Regions from separate parts of the Bos taurus genome. Here region 2 is linked to region 1. The links are chromatin contacts, called in public Hi-C maps. All regions are on one chromosome and are shown on one strand. The core of a region is the stretch at or near the end of the contact, and the rest is flanking DNA. Distances in the headings are between cores, read along the strand shown.

Region 1 (5,836 bases), core at 527-3,026:
ATTCTTCCTCATAGAATATCCTTGTGTTTATATGTTTATATATTTATGTCTTGCTTCTCATGAGATTGTAATCTCCATGATGTCAGGGGCCATAGCTTTTTTGGTTGGTCACTTAGCATTGGGTTGGGTCCATGCTGAGCTCTCAGTTATTATTTGCTAAACAAGCAAGTCATTATAATCTATAACATGTGCACATTTCATGAAATACAAAATGGATGTCTCTTTGGGAAGTAAAAGAAAAACTCTCATGGGTTCTCAAAAATAAATCACAAGATTTAGCAGCAAGATATTATGGGCCAATCTACACATTAATACAGGATTTATTTCTCTGAAATGCATCAATAGAAATGGAAATAATATGTTTGAGAGGGGTACAGTAGACAAAGGGATAATTTACGTCTCAGGCAGGAGGGAGGGGAGTGGCACGAGATTTCAGCACACTTCTCAGAATGGAGTACAGTTTAAAACTTGTGAATTGTTTACTTTTTGAAAGTTTTCATTTAAGATTTTCTACCATGGTTGACCAAGAGTAACAAACCAAGGAAAGAGAGACCATGGAAAAGTGGGACTCCTGTAATTCTAGAAAGCTGTCTGATTCACTTGAAGATAGGCTTGGACTGCAGCAATTTTGGCTATAAGAAGCAGGCATTTAGACTGATTACTGCCAGAAATGGGAATAAAATGTTTTCATTCTGTGTTCACAACTATGTAAACAAGTAGTGCAAAGGTGTCGTCTAGACTCACCATCAACTTGTCACGGACAATGGAACTCGTTGTCCCCAAACCAAGTCTCAAAACTCAGCCTGCTGCTTCCGCTGTGAGCAGAGAGGTGCCTAGCATCTGCCACCACTTTTCTACTAAAACTCCTAAGAGGTTTTCTCCATTCAGCACTCACGTGCAATGAGAGCCTTGAAATAGCAAGTCAGTCCTCAGTTATGAGGTGGTTATCCGGATGACCTAAGATGAACTAATACTAACAACCTGGAGTTAAGGTGAAGATGTAGAAAATACTTCGGTCCTTTGCAAAAGATGTCCATAGACCTCTAAGGGTCTGTGAGTCCTCATACCTGTATCCTACTTACTGTGTTAGCCCTGTCTAAGCACTTTGCAACTCTTAACTCAATTAATCCTCAAAACAATGACCTGAGGTAAGTACCACTCATATTTTCATTTGCAGAGACGAGGAAACTGAGGCACAGTGAGGGTAAATAACTTTCCAAGGCCCACAGCTACAAAGGATGATGCTTGCAACCTTGGAAGTCTGGCTCCCAAGTCCAGGCCTGTAACTGCTGGTCTGTGTTGAGAACCACTCACCATGTGGATGAGACAATGACTCTGAAATTTGGTTAATGGCCCACAGTTGCATAGTAACAGGTGGCAGGAGCCATGGAGCTGTAGATTTCCTTCCGTGCGGTGATAGCAGAAGACAAGACAGCAAAAGAGGCAGCACGGATTCCTCCATCCCTCAGTGTTACTGACAGCATACCTGAAGCTGTCACTGACAACAGTCACACGGGCACGCCACGCAGAAGCTCTGAACCGCCCTGAAATCGTTTTACATAATTAAATTCTTCCTCTTACGACCTCACCCTCGCTACACAAACATGTCCCAAATACCTATGGGAACTTTCTCAAAGAACAACTGCCTAGGCAACAAGCTTTTCCACCTCTAGTTACCACTCATTTCATTTTCAAGTGGTTCTTGCCTTTACAGCATTCCTACTTTGGGAGTGGCACCCATCACAAAGGTCGCAGGGGTCACCCATGCCCAGGCCAGTGTCAAACTTTCCCTCTGCTCCATGTGATCAAAGCCCAGCAGGCTCTTCCTGCTATTCCTGTGGATTTGTGGCTTTTCTTGCTCTGGAGATAGAAGGGAGGCAAATATTCTGCAATTTCTTCCTCTTCATTTTGTCTTTTTCTCCTCAAGTTCTTAACGTCTGAAGATGCCCTTCTGGTTTTCCTGAATTTAATATTTCCTAGTTTCACTAGCTGAACTTGATACCTTTCCCTTCTTCAAAATAAGTTAAATGTCTGATAGATGATATTTACTTAACATCCAGGCTAGACTCCAAAGGTCCTCATTTCTAGGCCTTTCCATTGTGTAATCTTGGCTTTGGGGCACTTTACAAATCGCTGAGGTCTGGTTCCTCAGAAATGGTCCACAGAACAGCTGCAGCAGCATCACTGGGGGATTTGATAGAAGTGCAGACTCTCAAGTCTGGCCCCATTTCAGACTCGTGAAATCAGAATTGGTTCTGCATGATTCTTGTGCACTATAAAAACCAAGAAGTGCTGAGTTCAGGGTATCAAATAACCTTCATGTTTACAAATAATTTCAGCATCTGACCTGGGATATCTGCTTGCCATCGCTGAGGAAGCAGGAGTTACCTGTCTCTAATTGCTGTTTCAGACTAGCAGTGCCCAGAAGCACAGGAAGCAAAATCTGTTTGAACGATTCCCTCTCACCTGGAAAATAAAACCTCACTCTTTCTAATTCTGCATAATGCTCTGGATCTGTATGGAAGAGAAATTGAGGTCCGAAGATATTTAAGCCAAATGTTGAGCTAAAGTAAAATGGTTGAAATGGTGTAACCCAGCCCTCGGATGTGCTGACTTGGTGACTCTGAGTTTTCCCTACATTTTCTCTGTCTCAGTTCTGTGCATGCCACCTTCTCTCTGGAATCTCCTCCCATCTCCAGAGCTGGTCACCCTTAGAGGCCATGCTGTAAGTGTTCCTCTATGAAATCTTTGATTCCCCATGGCAATCAGAACAAGCTGCTCTCTGTATACAGGTATGCCCCACTTTTCAGAAGTTCATTTTATGCCACTTTGCTTTTATGAAAGACCTACAATGGTACCCGTCTTTGCTAACTGAAAGAAATTCAACAAGGATTTTTGCTTTTAAGAAAAACGACGAAAAGTGAAAATAGCATTCAGCGTTTGTTTTGCAGTGAGCCATTGTAGAGACAGTGGGCATTGTAAGCAATGGGAGTGGCACTTCCAAGCACCTTCCCTGGACACTACTCTTGGCGTCTCAGCATCAAGCTGCCGTAGCTATGAAGTGTGTCAGTGAGCACCTGTGCTTTATCTCAATTTATTTTGTGCATCCATCGGCATGATGTGTCCTAAGGTAATCGCATCTGCACTTTATGCCATTTTGGCTTATGAAAGTTTTCATAGGAGCATTCTGCTTTTGGATGGTGGGGAAAGTGAAAGTGAGAGTGAAGTTGCTCAGTCGTGTCCCACTCTTTGCGACCCCATGGACTGTAATCTTCCAGGTTCCTCCGTCCATGGGATGTTCCAGGCAAGAATCCTGGAGTGGGTTTCCTTCTCCAGGAGATCTTCCAGACCCAGGGATTGAACCCATGTCTCCCACATTGTAGGCAGACGCTTTACCATCTGAGCCACCAGGGAGGTCCTAGGATGGTGGGGAGCCCTGTCTAGCCCCTCTCCCTGTGTACTCCTTTCTGTTTCTTTCTTAAATATGCTTTAGGCTGAGAGACAGAGAGGTGAGCTTGGAAACATGATCTTACTTGAGTTGATTCTTGGCTCCAACAACTCACTTTCTATTTAAGTTTCAGTTCCTTCTTCAGTAAAAAGATACTAACTTCTCCCAATTTTCTCCTCCTACAGTTAATGGTATCTCTACCTCCAGTGGCTAAGGTTTAAATCCTTGGATTCACCACTGATTCCTTCCCTTCTCAGTTCTCACATCTAATCTGATAGCCAACTCGGTTAGCTCTGCTTCCAAATCATATCCAGAGGCTTATCACGTCTTACCAGCACTACTGGCACCATCTGGGTCTGAGCCACCATCACCTTCTGCCTGGATCATTGCAATCGTCTCCTGCCCTGCAATGACCTCCCTGCCCCGACTCTGCTCCTTTCTAGTATACAGCAACCAGACTGATCATGTTAAACGTAAATCCAACCTCTCTCCTATCCGAAACCTCCCAGTGGCAATCATTTTAGTTTTTGCTCTTTAGTCACTAAGTTGTGTCCCACTCTTTTGCTATACCATGGATTGTAGGATGCCAGGCTCCTCTGTCCATGGGATTTCCCAGACAAAAATACTGGAGGGAGTTGTCATTTCTTCCTCCAGGCAATCTTCCTGACCCAGGGATCAAATCCTCATCTCATGCATCAGCAGGCAATTCTTTACCACTGAACCACCAGGGAAGATAATCATTTTAGAGTAAAAAGCCAAAATTCTCATAGGGATCTACAGGGCCTCTTGGGACAATCTCTGTGCTGTCTCTCACTTAACTTCTGGCAGGCCTCCTTACTGTCCCTGGAGCTTGCCAGAAAAGCTCACAACTGGGGCTCTTTGTATATACAGTTCCCATGTCTGGACTGATCTTCCTGAGGATGGCTATCTGCCTGTCTTGCTCCTTCAACCCCTTCAAGTCGTTGCTCAAATGTCACCTTCTCAATCAGATTTTTCTTAAACTACCCCCCATCTCCCTTCTGTGCTCTATTTTTGATGCTAAATTACTTTTCATTTTTGTCACATGGAAAATTATTTCATGGCTGTGACAACCTCTAAGGTCACAACTAGGCAAGCTCTCACAGAAAGGCTCACAAGTTGAATTAAGATGATTGAATCACATAATTTATTAAATTAATTAAAACTCGCAATGGTTTCCCTGGTGGCTCAGATGGTAAAGAATTTGCCTGCAATTCAGGAGACCAGGGTTCAATCCCTGGGTCGGGAAGATCTCCTGGAGAAGGGAATGACAATCCACTCCAGTATTTTTGCCTGGAGAATCCCATGGACAGAGGAGCCTGGTGGGCTACAGTCCGTGGGGTGGCAAAAGAGTCGGACACGACTGAGCAACTAAGCATGCACACACACACAGCAGAATTAAGTACTCTCAAACAATACCGCTAGAAGGTACCTTACTGCCTTCTAGAACATCACATGTTTTATTTATTTTGTTGATCATCTGTCTCACCCAACTAGGATGGAAATGCTGTGAACACAAGAAATTTCATCTGTTTTCTTCACAGATGTATCTCAGAACCTAGATGTGTGCTTAACACAAAGTGAACACTTTCTAAGTATTAAAAATTGTCCAAAAATGAATGAAATCCTGAAAACCATGGGGATTAAACCAAATAATGTGTGAATTGCACTAGGATGGGGTGGGGACCGATGACTTGGAACAGGAAAGGAAGAAGAAAGTGAAAGCCAGATCCAACAGCCCCTGTCCTGCCGGATGCCTGCCCATCCCTCTCCAGCCTGCCGGTGTAGGGCTGAGGAGAGTACTCATTCTGAAACTGTGGAGATCACCTCTTCTGGAAACGGTCATATTTCTTCTCTAAGTTCTCAGGGTAGCTTTTTCTTTTCCTTACTTTACTCACCGTCAAACAAGTTTTAATCACATACTCTTGAAATATTTGTTTCATGAACAAATATCCTGTCAAAGTTGTATTGAGATTTCACAGCCATTGTGAGGATTGATGCCTTAAAGTGACTTCAGACACTTAACCCAGTTAGGCTTACATCACTCAACCTGAAGTATAACTGGGGCAGAGGTTGCAACCTGAAGAACCTTGGGCACATCCGGCCTTAGGCCTTGTATTAGAATGTTCTAGCTGCTGTCACAAAATACCACAAACGGGTTGGCTTCAACAACAGAAACACATTTCTCGCAGTTTTGGAAGCTAGAAGTCCAAGACCAGGTGTTGGCAGTTACAATTCCAGGTAAGGGCTCTCTTCATGGCTTGTAGACAGCTGCCATTTTGCCACAGGCTTACATCAGTTCAATTCAGTCGCTCAGTCGTGTCCGACTCTTTGCAACCCCATGAATCGCAGCACGCCAGGCCTCCCTGT
Region 2 (5,463 bases), core at 2,419-4,918, 280 kb before region 1:
ATGAGCCTCCCTGCCCTGCTCTGTGGCGTGTGTGAGAGAGAAATGAGCTTGAAGTCCTGTCTGGGATTTCCTGAAGTCTGGAGGAAGCTGGGTGGTGTCTGATGGGCAGCCCCTCTGTTGCCCATATTGCTAAGTGGAAAGGTCACTGATGGTCACTATCTGCAATCCTAAATGACATTTCTTAGCAACATCATTTCTGCTTTATGGCCGAAAGCAAAGAGGAACTAAAGAGCCTCTTGATGAAGGTGAAAGAGAGGGAAAAAGCTGGCATAAAACTCAACATTCAGAAAACGAAGATTGTAGCATCCTGTCCAATCACTTCATGGCAAATAGATGGGGAAACAGTGACAGGCTTTATTGTCTTGGGCTCCAAAATCACTGCAGATGGTGACTGCAGACACAAAATTAAAAAAAGCTTGCTCCTTGGAAGAAAATCTGTGACCAACCTAGACAGCATATTAAAAAGCAGAGACGTTACTTTGCTGACAATGGTCCGTCTAGTCAAAGCTGTTGTTTTTCCAGTAGTCATGTATGGATGTGAGAGTTGGACCACAAAGAAGGCTGTGTGCCAAATTATTAATGCTTTTGAGCTGTGGTGTTGAAGAAGATTCTTGAGAGTCCTTTGGACTGCAAGGAGCTCAAACCAGTCAGTCCTAAAGGAAGTCAGGCCTGAATGTTCATTGGAAGGACGGATAACAAAGCTGAAGCTCCAATAATTTGGCCACCTGACGCGGAGAGCTGACTCATTGGAAAAGATCCTGATGCTGGGAAAGAGTGAAGGCAGGAGGAGACGGGGACAACAGAGGGTGAGATGGTTGGATTGCATCACCGACTCAATGGACATGAGTTTGAGCAAGCTCGGGGAAATGGTGAAGGACAGGGAGGGCTGGCGTGCTGCAGTCCACGGGGCTGAAAAGAGTCGGACACCACTGAGCAACTGAACAACAGCAACGTCGTACCTTATAGAGCTTGGCACAGGGCAGCCTTCATAAACGCTTAGGGAGAAACACGAAAGACTCTGTTGTAGAAGTGTCACCTCTCGAATAGCGATCTCTGAGTTTGTCCACAGCACAGTGCCCTCCTGGATAAAAATAGATTATAGTCCATTAAATGTCTTGCAATCATATTCTTACAGATTGAATTTGTCATATGTATTTATATGACTATTCAAGAAAACAAACTGAGTGATGAACTTCTAATCACTGTCTCTATAGGTAAACCAACAGATGGCTTACAGAATTGAATTATTCCAGATAGCTGAATGCATATGGAGTCCAGTGTAATTTAAATGTTTGAGACATGACAGGAGCATAATGTCCACAGTAAAACCAAAAAATCAGAGATATTCAGCTTCTTACCCTGGCTCTCATCTTACCTAACTGTACATTCTTAGATACTTATGTTTGAGATGACATAATATTTGTGTTTACCATCAGTCAGACACTGTTTTAAGTTCTTTATGTGTATTCACTTGTATAAACCTCACATGCTGCTGCTAAGTCGCTTCAGTCGTGTCCAACTCTATGTGACCTCATAGATGGCAGCCCACCAGGCTCCTCTGTCCCTGGGATTGGATGCTATTATTATTCCCACTTTACAGATGAGGAAACCAAAGCACAAGAAGATGAAGTGACTAGTTCAGAGACATATGTATGTTGGGCATCCCTGAGACCTACCCCAGGTTGAGTGATTTGCTAGGACGACTTACAGGACTCAGCATGCAGTCATGCTCATGGCTGTGATCCATTATAGTGAAAAGATACCAAGTAAAATAAGCAAAGGAAAAAGGCACAGAGGACAAAGTTGAGGGGAAACCAGACACAAGCTTCCGAGAGTCCCCTCCTGGTACAGTCACCCAGGATGCACTTAATGTCCCCAACAATGAGTGGTGAAAACACATGTGAAGTGACTCCCAGGGAAGCTCATTAGTGACTCAGTGCCTGGATACTTATTGGAGGCTGGTCGTATAGATGATCTCTGCCCAGCATGTGTACAAATTCCAGGCTCCCAGAAGGAAAGCAGATATTCAGCATTAACTGTACTGCTTGCCCAGTTCAGGGACAGGAGGCACTCTTATCAATTTGGGAAATGGAGTAAACAATCTCAAAATCCAGGTTGCTAGATACCAACCAAGGATCAACCTCACGAAGAAGCCTTTTCAAGACCAGCAGTCACACTTAATACGTCAACACTTTTCTGTTCCTGCATCTGCTAAGTGGAAGGGCTAGGCTTCCATCACAAATAGATTCTGGAGGCCAACTGCTGAAGCACTGTCCATGGGTTATCAGAGGTGTCCAGCAGATAGATTCCGGATCCTGGAATTCAGGGGAGAGTCTGGTTAGAGATGTCGGTACAGGAGTTGCTGGCCAGAGTCACACTGAAAGCTGAGGAAGTGAATGTAGTCTGAGCTGAAAAAAGGTCAGAGGACTACACCCTGGGGCACTCCCCACATCCAGAGTTCATGAGAGGATGAAGTTCAGTGGACAATAAAAAGAGGCCAGTGCATTCAGAGGAAAACCAAGAGGAAGTCATGATTGACCAGCCAAATGAAGTTAGTGTTTCAAGAAGGGAGAGAGGAACAACAGATACTGCTAATGGATGAGACAAAAAAGACTATGCAGTGACCCTGGGGCTTGACCGTGTGCCGGTTGCTGTCTTTGCCCAGAACTCTTGCAGTGGGAGAGTCAGGCAGAAGTCTGACTGGAGTGGGTTCTAGAGAGCATGGGAAGAATGGAAGTGGAGATCACAAAGGATTAAAAACTCTTTAAGGCATTTTGCTCTAAAAGAAAAGGGACAAGTGGGATAATAACTGGAGGGGAAAGTAGATTTCAGAAGATGTGTGTGTGACATGGGAGCTATTATAGCATGTTTGTATGCTGTTGGGACTGGGCTAAGAGAGGAGGGAAATGAGTGGTGCATGAGATCAAGTGGGCCATGGTGTCCTTGAGTAGGTGAAAAGGGATGGGACATAATGTGCTAAATTGGTTTTATTGATCTAATGATCACGGGCTGCTCCTCCAGAGTTACAGAGGGAAGGCAAATGGTTCGAGCACCGAGGCAGGTGGGGTGGCTGGGTGAATGTGGAGATAACAGGGTGTGGAATTTCTCTTTTGGTTGCTTCAACTTTCACCATAAAATGGACGCACTTTAGCAGAGTCAGGAAGGGGGAGAATGTGATGGAAGTTTGAAGAGGAGAGAAGATGCGTGACGTCATCTACAAGGTCACAGGAGTGAGCTGACTTGGGAAATATGACAGAACTGCTTGGGCTAGGATGGGCCTAGCAGAATCTCAGATATCTGCTGCCAGGAATTTAAAATAAGACCAGCTGCCACGGTGGAGTGTTTTTTCCAGCCCTGTGTGGGGGTAGGGCTGCAGGCACAGAGTGATAGAGGGTGGGGTTAACCAGGGTGGGGTTTGGCCAGGCAAGTGTAAGAAAGAGCATGGAGGGTGGGAGCAGGGGAGTTTATCTACGGAAGCGGAGGTAGAGTGTTGTGGGGCTCAATTCTCACTCCTTCCTGCCGGGAGGGACAGGCGGGCCTCAAAAGTCATTTCCGTTTCAGGTACAGTGTATTGTGCAATAATTTCACCAAGAGTACAAGGCTTATCTGTGATGTAAAGTCTATTGCTTTTGCTGACTCTGACTTACCTTTGTACCAACAGCCCAGGCTGGTAACCACTAATCCACAGAGAACCAGTGACAGACAGCAGCAACTTTCTCTGGTTGTCCGTCCCTGTGGCCTTGAAACAAGTACCCTCTCCAAGATGCTCTCCAAGCCTGACCCTCACCCTTTACAATCAGTACACACCATTCACCATGCCAGCTGGGAAGCGGCCAGCCTTCCCTTGATGGGAAATAGGTTTTGACAGGTTGACGAGTTGTTCCCACCCAGGTGTGAGGCCCACTTCCTCCCTCTCCAGCCCCACACCCGTCAGAGGACTTTGTCCGATTCTCTACTTCTTACTCAGCTTATAGCCTCTTGTCAAGCACACATCTCTGGGGTCCCTTGGTTTGTTCCTTCTTGATTTCAGCCTGCAGTGACTCAGCCTGCTTTCCCAGCCCTTCCTGTCCCCTGAGGGCCAGGCCAGCGCCCCCTCCTGGGTCCCTCCCTTCCTAGTCATCTCTGAAGAAAGCTCCCCAGGTCCTTTTGATTTTAAAACACTTACTGAAGCTCCAATACTTTGGCCACCTGATGCAAACTGCTGGTTCACTGGAAAAGACCCTGATATTGGGAAAGATTGAAGGCAGGAGGGGAAGGGGGTGACAGAGGATGAGATGGTTGGATGGCATCACCGATTCAATGGACATGAATTTGGGCAAACTCTGGGAGATGGTGATGGACAGGGAAGCCTGGCGTGCTGCAGTCCATGGGGTCACAAAGAGTCGGACATGACTTGGTGACTGAACAACAACAAAATTGCATATCACAAATGTATAGGACTACAAATAGATCACAGATAACTAAAACTGGCATAATACAGAATTTCTAGAATCCCAACACAGTTGGCGTAACTGTGGTTCGATTTCTGGATGGGTTCCAGCTTGGGATGGTGGCTTAGAAAACTATCCAATCTTCCTTCCTGTGTGTCTCTCACCACACTTCTGACATGAAATGGGAATCAGGTTTTCCCATACTGAGCAATTTCTGTGACACCATCTGGGGGTCCTACGATTTAACTCAGTTCTGTACTGTCTACTTAGAGGTAGCGTCTGACCCCACAGGTGAAGGGCTCAGTCCCAACAGACTTCCCCTTCTCCCACATCGAAGCCAAATGCAAGTGGAGGTCATTGGGTTTCCACAGCTTCACGGCTACATACCTGATCTTCTCCCCCTGGGACTTGATTATTTACTAGAACAGCTCACAGAACTCAGGGAAACACTTCTGTTTACTAGTTTGTTAAAGGGTACAGATGAGCAGCCTGATGAAGTGCTACATAGGGTGAGTTCTGGAAGGGTCGTGGATTCAGGAGCATCTGTCCCCGTGCAGTTGGGATGCATCACCAGCTGGTACAGGGATGTGTTCACCACCCGGGAAGTTCTCTGAACCCCTTACTTTGGGATTTTCCTGGAGGCTTCATCATATAGGCATGATGGCACCTTCACTCCATTTCCAGGCCCTCTTCTCTTTCTAGAGAGGTGTGGTTGAGAGGATGAGGCTGAAAATGCCGAGCATCTAATCATGACTTGGTCTTTCTGGTGACCAGCCCCCATCCCAGGAGTGCTCTCAGAGTCTCCTCATTAGCACAAGAGATGCTCCTAGTGTTCTTGAAAGTGAAAGGGTTAGTCACTCAATCTTGTCCAACTCTTTGTAAGAATACTGGAGGGGATAGTCATGCCCTTCTTCAGGGGATCTTCCTGACCCAGGGATCGAACTCAGGTCTGCATTGCAGGCAGATTCTTTACGGTCTGAGACACCAGGGAAGCCCCCTTAGTGTACTTACCACTTAGGAATTTACAAGAGTT

The links. A called contact is a pair of places that touch in the nucleus more often than the background predicts.
Region 2: a Hi-C map of liver shows a contact between it and region 1, with 4 times the contacts expected there. The contact joins two enhancer-like sites. A contact is called at or near these places in 3 of 11 Hi-C or Micro-C datasets (liver, skeletal muscle and an unstated tissue).

What each region holds. Positions count from the first base shown.
Region 1 is chr9:75,568,316-75,574,151 of ARS-UCD2.0, reverse strand. No RefSeq gene overlaps it. Among named protein-coding and RNA genes, the nearest start is that of TNFAIP3, 170 kb to the left of the region's middle. Within about 2 kb of position 1,776, at least 3 of the 102 cell types and tissues checked have an H3K27ac peak or open chromatin away from gene starts, as enhancers often do. A contact at or near this core is called in liver, where this site is marked.
Region 2 is chr9:75,847,411-75,852,873 of ARS-UCD2.0, reverse strand. No RefSeq gene overlaps it. Among named protein-coding and RNA genes, the nearest start is that of PERP, 76 kb to the left of the region's middle. Within about 2 kb of position 3,668, at least 14 of the 102 cell types and tissues checked have an H3K27ac peak or open chromatin away from gene starts, as enhancers often do. A contact at or near this core is called in liver, where this site is marked.